Regions from separate parts of the Mus musculus genome. Here all the other regions are linked to region 3. A link is a contact called in public Hi-C and promoter capture Hi-C data. All regions are on one chromosome and are shown on one strand. The core of a region is the stretch at or near the end of the contact, and the rest is flanking DNA. Distances in the headings are between cores, read along the strand shown.

What was found. Promoter capture Hi-C pulls out the DNA fragments that hold promoters and counts their contacts. Hi-C and Micro-C count contacts between places; a contact is called where the count stands out from the background.
Region 1: a contact with region 3 is called in a promoter capture Hi-C map of pre-B cells, with 8 times the contacts expected there. The contact joins the promoter of Tpcn2 here to the promoter of Dhcr7 in region 3. A contact is called at or near these places in 1 of 39 promoter capture datasets (pre-B cells), 1 of 484 Hi-C or Micro-C datasets (B cells), 1 of 115 datasets of contacts at active chromatin or transcription factors (astrocytes) and 1 of 9 other capture datasets (adipose tissue).
Region 2: a contact with region 3 is called in a Hi-C map of CD8 T cells, with 9 times the contacts expected there. The contact joins the promoter of LTO1 here to the promoter of Dhcr7 in region 3. A contact is called at or near these places in 2 of 39 promoter capture datasets (hippocampal neurons and pre-B cells), 8 of 484 Hi-C or Micro-C datasets (B cells, CD4 T cells, CD8 T cells and 5 more), 3 of 115 datasets of contacts at active chromatin or transcription factors (astrocytes, bone marrow-derived dendritic cells and forebrain) and 3 of 9 other capture datasets (adipose tissue, liver and pancreatic islet).

What each region holds. Positions count from the first base shown.
Region 1 is chr7:145,282,735-145,285,434 of GRCm38.p6, forward strand. Tpcn2 (two pore segment channel 2) reads right to left here and starts at 1,277. Exons shown (of 25, transcript NM_146206.5): 1 at 1,117-1,277. The coding sequence starts at 1,177.
Region 2 is chr7:144,913,653-144,916,352 of GRCm38.p6, forward strand. LTO1 (ABCE maturation factor) reads left to right here and starts at 1,448. Exons shown (of 4, transcript NM_001357869.1): 1 at 1,448-1,677. The coding sequence starts at 1,586. Bc1 (brain cytoplasmic RNA 1) reads left to right here and starts at 818. Exons shown (of 1, transcript NR_038088.1): 1 at 818-971.
Region 3 is chr7:143,821,789-143,824,488 of GRCm38.p6, forward strand. Dhcr7 (7-dehydrocholesterol reductase) reads left to right here and starts at 1,379. Exons shown (of 9, transcript NM_007856.2): 1 at 1,379-1,752. It overlaps Nadsyn1 (NAD synthetase 1), which reads right to left and starts at 1,064. Exons shown (of 21, transcript NM_030221.2): 1 at 871-1,064. The coding sequence starts at 955.

The DNA of each region.
Region 1 (2,700 bases), core at 27-2,526, 1.5 Mb after region 3:
AGTCTCTTGTGTGACAATGCCCAGCATTGAGTCTTGCCTCCACAGAGAAAGCTAAACCTGTCGCTTGTCCACTCTGCAGGGACAAGGCTTAGAAGCAGCATGGCACTGCTATCATGGACATCTGTTAAGACCCACGCACTGGATGCCACAAAATCTCTCTTTGGATCCTCAAAATGTGTCCCCTACCCCACCAGTCTGTTACTACCCCTTGTATTGAAACTCCAGCTAAGTAACCCGACGAAGACCCACACTCAGCAACTGGCAGCCCCAGAAAGGTTCCAGATGCCTAACACCAAGTATGTGTCCCCTGAACCATATGCCCTGTCCCTGACGAGTGGTTTCAGCAGAGAGGGAGGAGTAGGTGGACATGTGGTCACCTCAGTGTCTAGCTTCCTCGTCTCCTATTACGGACCCTATGTCCTCACTCTTCAGTGAAAAGGCACGGGCTATGGGTAGACAGGGGCCAGTGTGCCAACCCAGTCTGCTCCCAAACAGGGAGGAAAGGAAGTTCAGAAAGGGAAGTTTGAATGACCAGGCCACCAGCACACACAGGGCAGTGACCACACCAGAAGGCAGGGCTGTGACCTTAGGTAGGTCAGAGGTGAGGAGGGCACAACTCACTCTGTCTCTCTCTCCCTCTTCCCCTCTCCCCCTCCCCTCTCTCTGCCTAGGTTTGCTCATCTGGAAAATGAGAAGAATATCCTCCTGCCTGTCAGCCAGCATCCTCTGGAGATGACTGGGAGGCTAACTCCACTCTCCCTGGGCTCAGCAATGTCCCTGACCAAGGAAGGGAAAAGGAAAGAAGGCTCCGAAGCACTTAAGAAAACAAGGAAGGAAGTCTCCCTGGCCTTAGGTTACCAGCTTCAGCCCTTAGCAGCCAAAGCAGTGCTCCAAAGTCGCTCTCAGAGGATGTTCGGCCACTCACTGCCTGGGGACCATGGGCTGGAGCACGCTTTTCTCCCTAATGAGGAAGAAGCTAGAGTGGTGCTGTAACCCCAACACTTGGAAGGCCAAATCAAGAGGATCTGGAGTTCAAGGTCAGCCTGGCTACTTGAGACCCTGTCTCAAAAAGTAAGGAAAAAAGAAAAGTAAAACTGAAAGTGACACCTCACTCACCGGAGTGGACCTGGCCACTGCCTCGGTCCCGGCCCAGAAGGGGCTGCTCTTCTGCCGCCATCCCACCAATGTAACAGGCCGGACCTGGTCCCAGCCGCGAGAGCCAGGCGTTCCGGAGGAGGAGCTCTGTGATGACTCCCAGCAACAGCCAATGAGAACGGAGAAATCCCTCTGGAAGGCGGAAGCAACAAGCCCCTCCCCCAATGGGTGGCGCTCCGCTTCTCTGCAGCACCTAGTGGCAGAAGGCAAAGAAGCTAAGGCTATCAAGGAAGTTTTTCAATCAATGCAAATGACTACTATTCCGTCCCAGCTCTAGGAATGTCAGAAGGAATCTCTTCTTGTGAGAGAGTGGGTGAGTGAGTGAGTGAGTGAGTGAGTGAGTGAGTGAGTGAGTGAGTGAGTGAGTGAGTGAATAACTGACTGAGTGAATGAATGAATAACTGACTGATTGATTGAGGGACTTACTGACTGACTGACTGACTTAGTGACTGTCTGAGTGACTGACTGAATGTGTAACTGACTGACTGAGTTTGCTTGCTTGCTTGCTTGCTTGCTTGCTTTTTATTTCCAGAGCCTTATAAGACGCCAGGCAAGCTCTCAACCCCTGCTACACCCAAAGCCCAGAAGTGTTTAAGCAAGCATTTTGTGTGACTCAAAGCCCAGAAGTGTTTAAGCAAGCATTTTGCGTGACTCTGACGCATGTGAGTACTGTGAACAAGGGAGTGACCACAGAGGTCATGCCCCACAAAAATGAATCTTGAATTTCTCCAGAAATTAAACAAACTAAAGCTTGAAACTGGGTATGTTGATGCACAGACATGGAATCCCAGTACTACAGGTAGCAGAGACCTGAGGATTGATGTCAGTCTGGGAACAGCCTACTACTAGTTAATTCCAGGAGAAGGAGAGAGAGAGAGAGAGAGAGAGAGAGAGAGAGAGAGAGAGAGAGAGAGAGAGAGAGAGAGAGAGAGAGAGAGAGAGAGAGAGCTGTAATCTGTTGCCTGGAGATCAGAAGTCCAAAGATAGGACTATCTCTTGAGGCCTCAGAAGGCTGAAATCAGAGTATGGTCACTCTACTGGGATCTTTTTAATTTTTTCTTTTATTATTATTGTTGTTGTTATGTGTGTATACGTATGTGTTCATGTGTATGTGCGTGTCTGTGTATATATACAAGTGCAGGCAGGTTCAGACATACCACATAGTACTTGAAGGTCAGAGGACAACTTTCAGGAGTCGGTTCCAGGGACTGAACTCAGGTTTTCAGATTTACATGACAAATACATTTCACCATTGAACCCTGTCTTCAGCCACATTGTGAGATATTCTTCAGAGATGGAGGAAAAAACCCACCGTGGACCCATCAAGGAGACAGGCTGAGTTAATTTTCTTGAAGCTTGGCCTGAGATCCATGCTTCCTCACTTGCTAGGCGTGCCTGGGGTGCCTGAGACGGTTCCCAGCTCCTGGGATCACTATATCCCTCCCCCCCCACCCCCATTTCACAGCTGGCAAGCACAGATTGGATGCTCAGATTCCAAATGCACCACCTCCACATTTGACGCAAGACTTCCTGCTCTCTGACTCT
Region 2 (2,700 bases), core at 198-2,697, 1.1 Mb after region 3:
AGCCCTGGCTGTCCTGGAACTTACTCTGTAGACCAGGCTGGCCTCGAACTCAGAAATCTGCCTGCCTCTGCCTCCGAAGTGCTGGGATTAAAAGAAGACCTTTGCCACCGCACCTGGCCTCCTTTTTCTTTTTGTGGTTAACTTTTTACTTGGTGTAGACTCTTCTGATGAGCAGTGTGAGCAGCGTGAGCAGAGTGTGAGGGACTCACTTTATTTTCCTGAGAAACCATACTTGCCTGTCATGGCGAGTGCTCACTGCTCTATCCTTCCTGAAGTTTGTGATTTTATTTTTATCACGGAAGTTTTACTCCTAGGAGACATTCTAGGCTGTTCTCCAGGCTTATCTCTTCTTCAGTCAACATGCCATCATGTTCATCACCAGACTCAAACTTCTCTCTTCTGTCTGACACAGTAGTTCTCATTTTCAAAAAGCATTTTGTTATAGTTAAGGATTCATTTGCACAGATGAAATTCAGTTCAAGTGGCGTGTTTACTTATTCAGCCCTCCATCAATTACAGTGTTGTATCTCTGGTCTCTTTTATACAGGAGCTGATTAACTTGTTAGCAATTGTTGCCTAAGGAACTTACTGTACTGTGGAATACTCTTTAAAACTATACTTTGGAAGGTATCTCTGATGGAAATGATGAGAAAACTAACTTCAATTTCTGCTGTTTGAAGAGTGGGTGCCTGTGAGATTGGAGCGCTTGGACAAAGTGGCTCCTCCTGCCGGCCAGCCCTTCGGAACCACCTGATACTTGACTGTGTATGAAATACTTCAGTTTTGCTTTAAATACTGGCAGCAAGTGCTAGCGTTCGGGGTTGGGGATTTAGCTCAGTGGTAGAGCGCTTGCCTAGCAAGCGCAAGGCCCTGGGTTCGGTCCTCAGCTCTGGAAAAAAAAAAAAAAAAAAAAAAAGACAAAATAACAAAAAGACCAAAAAAAAACAAGGTAACTGGCACACACAACCTTTTTCATTTTCAAAGACCCCCCCCCAAGGGCATTTTCATGTCTGGGGGCAATATTTATTATCTGCCCTTTAGGATATCGCAGTATCAAATCGTTTCCAGCCCTCAGGGAGGGTCCGGTGCAGTGTACAGATGCGGTGATTGACAGTCCGGTGACAGCAGAGGATGCCGGATACTCCTCCCTCCTTGAAGCCTGCCCCTTGGGCCCTTCCTCCATTTCCTGGGAACGCCCCTGTGCCAGATCTTTGGTAACTTTTCTCATTTCTTTAAGACCCACGTTTGTGAATTCGGTCCCATCTGTTTGGATTTTGAAAATAAAAGCAGGGTTCGTCTGGACACCGCGAGCGACCCAGACGACGTGCCCCAAGCGACCTGACCCGCCCCACCCACCACGGAGCGAGCGGTACCAAGGAGGAGGAGCAAGGCTTCCCTCGGGCTAGCCCCGCCCATGTAGCATCTACCCATGCGCAGTGGGATGGGCTTTTTTTTTTTTTTTGGCTTCTTTAGCTTGCCGTCCTTACCCGCCCTGCTCCGCGCGGCATACACGGAAGTGTCTTCTTCATTCTGACAATCCGGGCGTTTGTGATCGCGTCTCGCCAGTTGGCGATTACTACACAGAATGAAAGGAATGCGAGGGCCGGGGGAGAGCCGAGACACCGCCATGGCCGTGGAGCAGGACATATTTGACGCCGTCGTGATGGCGGATGAGAGGTGGGCAGAGAGACCCGGCTCCGCCCCGCCCCGGCAGCTGCTGGGCAGTCCTCGGGGATACCCGCCTTCGCCATCTGCGAGCTGCCACTTTTTCTTGTCCTTTAATTGCCGCACATACGGCGGTATTCATGGGTCTGCTGATGGATATGTCGGGCAGGCCCCTTTGGATCCTGAAAAGTCCCCAGGGAACGCCTGGGCGGGACGGTGGCCCAGGTCATCTTGGCCTCTCCAGGCTGGCTGCTCATTGTGGGTTGGGTACCTCCCCGGGTGACTGCTCAGGCTCGGTTTAGGGAGTCGGGTCCTGGCAGATGCCCACGCCCCCAAATGGGGAGCTGTTCACTGCCTCACATGGGGGCTTCCAGAACATTCCTTCAACAGCGCCGGCAGCAATTTATTGCCAGTTTGAGGGTTGAACTCTTAGACACAATAATACCCACCTACCCAGAGCATCCCAGTGGTGGCATACTGTCTTGATCTTGGGGACATTTTCTGTACCTCTACAGAGGTGTGAGGAGTCCTGGGTGCTTGGAGTGTTTTAGAAACAAACAGGTTGAGTTATGATGGCATGTAGGCTCAGATGCACCTACCCTCACACCTACATTTTCAAAAGTAGATTCCTAGTGTGTTCCGAGCTTGCTTGAGTTTGTATCTTTACATTTTCCTTGTGGGTTCTGGTGCTCGGCTGGGTTTGGTAGTCATCTGTGTAGCCTACCTACAGTTACAGATGATAACCTGGCTTTCTAGGGGTTGGGGCTGTAGTTCAGTTAGTAGAGTGTTTGCCACAGAATGTAGCCCATATGTATCAGGGCTCCTCTTGGAGATGGTGGCACACACCTGTAATCTCAGCATTCAAGAGCTAGAGGCAGGGCTGCTTGAATTGGAGGCCAGCCTTGGCTGCACAGTGAGATACTGCCTCAAAAATGGGACTAATGGGCACAGTAATGGGCCAGGGTGTAGAAGAGCTAGACCTAGAAGCTGTATTCTGTGACTTGAGTTTTAAGCTTTTCCTACTACCCAGACTGC
Region 3 (2,700 bases), core at 129-2,628:
TGTGGTGACCGTCTGCCCCCTCCCCCAACTAATTTTGCTGTTATAAACCATAATGTAAATATCTGAGAGGCTCGATATCTGATATTTGACCCTTGCCCAAGAGTCATTTGGCCCTCACAGGGGTTGTGGCTCACAGGTTGAGAACTGCTCACTCAGACCCACAAGGTGGAAGAGGACAGCTGACTCCTGCAGGTTGTCCTCTGACCTCCACATGCACATTATGGCGTGCATATGTACATGAAATAAATAATACATTTGGGTTTTTCTTGTTGTTTTGCTTGTTTCTTGTTTTTCCTATTTAGCCTTCCTGCAGAGGCTTCCAGCACGGATAACCTGAGGTGAGCAGTCTGCAGCTGGGCACAGAGTATCCCCAGTTCTATCTTCTGGGGGCAATGATGAGCTGACCTGAATGTCAACAATACAGGTATATGGAACGCCAACACCCTTCTCTGACCTGAGACCTCTTCTGGCTTCAGTATGCCTTCTCCCAATGCCAATCCATGAGGAATGTCCTCAGGAGCCCTAGAACACGGATCTCTAGTCTTTGCAAACGCCTAGATCTCAATGAAACAGTTCCAAGAATGCGCAGCCCTGCCCCAGGTAACCTTAGAGAGACCCACCAGATCCTAGAGGATGGATGAGGGCAGTGTCTGCCTGGCTGGCAGGGCACTCCTATTTCCACTCTTGCCTTGCTTCCTCACATGTCCCCCAAATTAGGAAGTCGCCCTGAAAGCTCACCAAGCATTACCCTTCTATCTGTTCCCACGCCCAGCGCTGTGAGTCTCTCCTGGGCAAAGCTGGCCTGGACTGCCATGTCCTACCCATTGTGGACTTTGACTTCTTCCTGTCTCCCGCCACCCCAAAACTCACTCTTTAAAATCCTCTGGAAATTGCCCTCAAAGTCCAGGGCCCACTGATTGAGTGCACAGGTGGCCACGGTCACTTTCCGGCCCATGCTGGTTACAGGTTCCAGGCTGGGACGGTGTAATAACGGAGACCACAGGGAAGATACTAGCCGGACTGTCCGGTCTACGCCTGCGTAGCTTGGTTTCCTAGAGGCCCCTCCCCACGGCTCGCCATAGCCCCGCCCCTCTGCCGTCATAGCCCAGCTTCTGCACCGCCTCCAGAACTGCGCCGGCGCAGACCGTGTCTTACCCGGAAGCCCCGTCCTTTCGCCCTCCACAGCCACACCCCTTCTCACTTTCGCAGTGCGCGCCCTTCCGTGAGACCCCGCCCCCGCGGAGATCCTGCACAAAGCGCACCCTTTAAAGTAGGGCCCTAAGGAGCGCCTGCGCAGTAAGGTTGTCTCAGCGTCCCGCTGTTGCCCAAGGTCAGAGCGTCCTGGATCATTTCCTTTGCCATCTGAGCGACTTTTGATAGGTCATGAAAGGCTTGTTTTCTGCCACCAAAAGTAATGTCAGGTTTGCTTTCTGTCGCTGTGATGAACACGTGGCAAAAAGCAGCTGGGGAGGAAAAGGGCTCACTTCACCTTATAGCTCATAGTCTGTAATGAAGGGAAGTTGAGGCAGGAACTGAAGCAGAGACCAAAGAGGACTTCTGCCCACTGGCTTGCTTGAAGGCTTACTCAGCCTGTTTTTTTTTTTTTTTTGCACCACTGAGGACCACCAGCCAGGGGTAGCGCCACCCACAGTGGGCCAAGGCCGTCACATCAATCATCGGTTATGAAAATGCTCCACAGACAAGCACAGGCCAGTCTGATGGAAGGGATCTCTCAAAGTTTCCACTTCGCAGGTGTGTTCAGTTAATTTGTGTCAATTTTGTCAGTAGGAGCTCACAGAGAGCTCACAGAGGGAATGGGTGTGTCCTGCTTCTTTGGCTCACAGCAGTCTGGATTCCCTGTGCATCAACCTGAGCCCTTTCTCATTCCTGTCCCTTTTGCGTTTGGGTAACACCAATCAAAGTAGATACAACTTTTTTTTTCCATTTTTTATTAGGTATTTAGCTCATTTACATTTCCAATGCTATACCAAAAGTCCCCCATACCCACCCACCCCCAATCCCCTACCCACCCACTCCCCCTTTTTGGCCCTGGCGTTCCCCTGTACTGGGGCATATAAAGCTTGCGTGTCCAATGGGCCTCTCTTTCCAGTGATGGCCGACTAGGCCATCTTTTGATACATATGCAGCTAGAGTCAAGAGCTCCGGGGTACTGGTTAGTTCATAATGTTGTTCCGCCTATAGGGTTGCAGATCCCTTTAGCTCCTTGGCTACTTTCTCTAGCTCCTCCATTGGGAGCCCTGTGATCCATCCATTAGCTGACTGTGAGCATCCACTTCTGTGTTTGCTAGGCCCCGGCATAGTCTCACAAGAGACAGCTACATCTGGGTCCTTTCGATAAAATCTTGCTAGTGTATTGTAGTGGCTATTCCTGGTTGTCAACTTGACAATATTTGGAATGAACTACAATTCGGAATTGGAAGGCTCACCAGTGACCCTTATCTGGAGGCTTGGAGATCCTTATCTGGATCTTGGTTTGAAGATCTTGAGCCATAGTGGCTATGGATTCCAGAAGATTTAATCTCCGAGTTAAGGAACACACCTTTAATCTGGGCTATGCCTTTCATTTGGGATTAAAGGTGTGGTGGAACACACCTTTAATCTGGGCTACACCTTTTGCTGGAGACAATATAAGGACATTGGAAGAAGGGAGTCTAGCTCTTGCTCTTGCTCCTTTGCCTG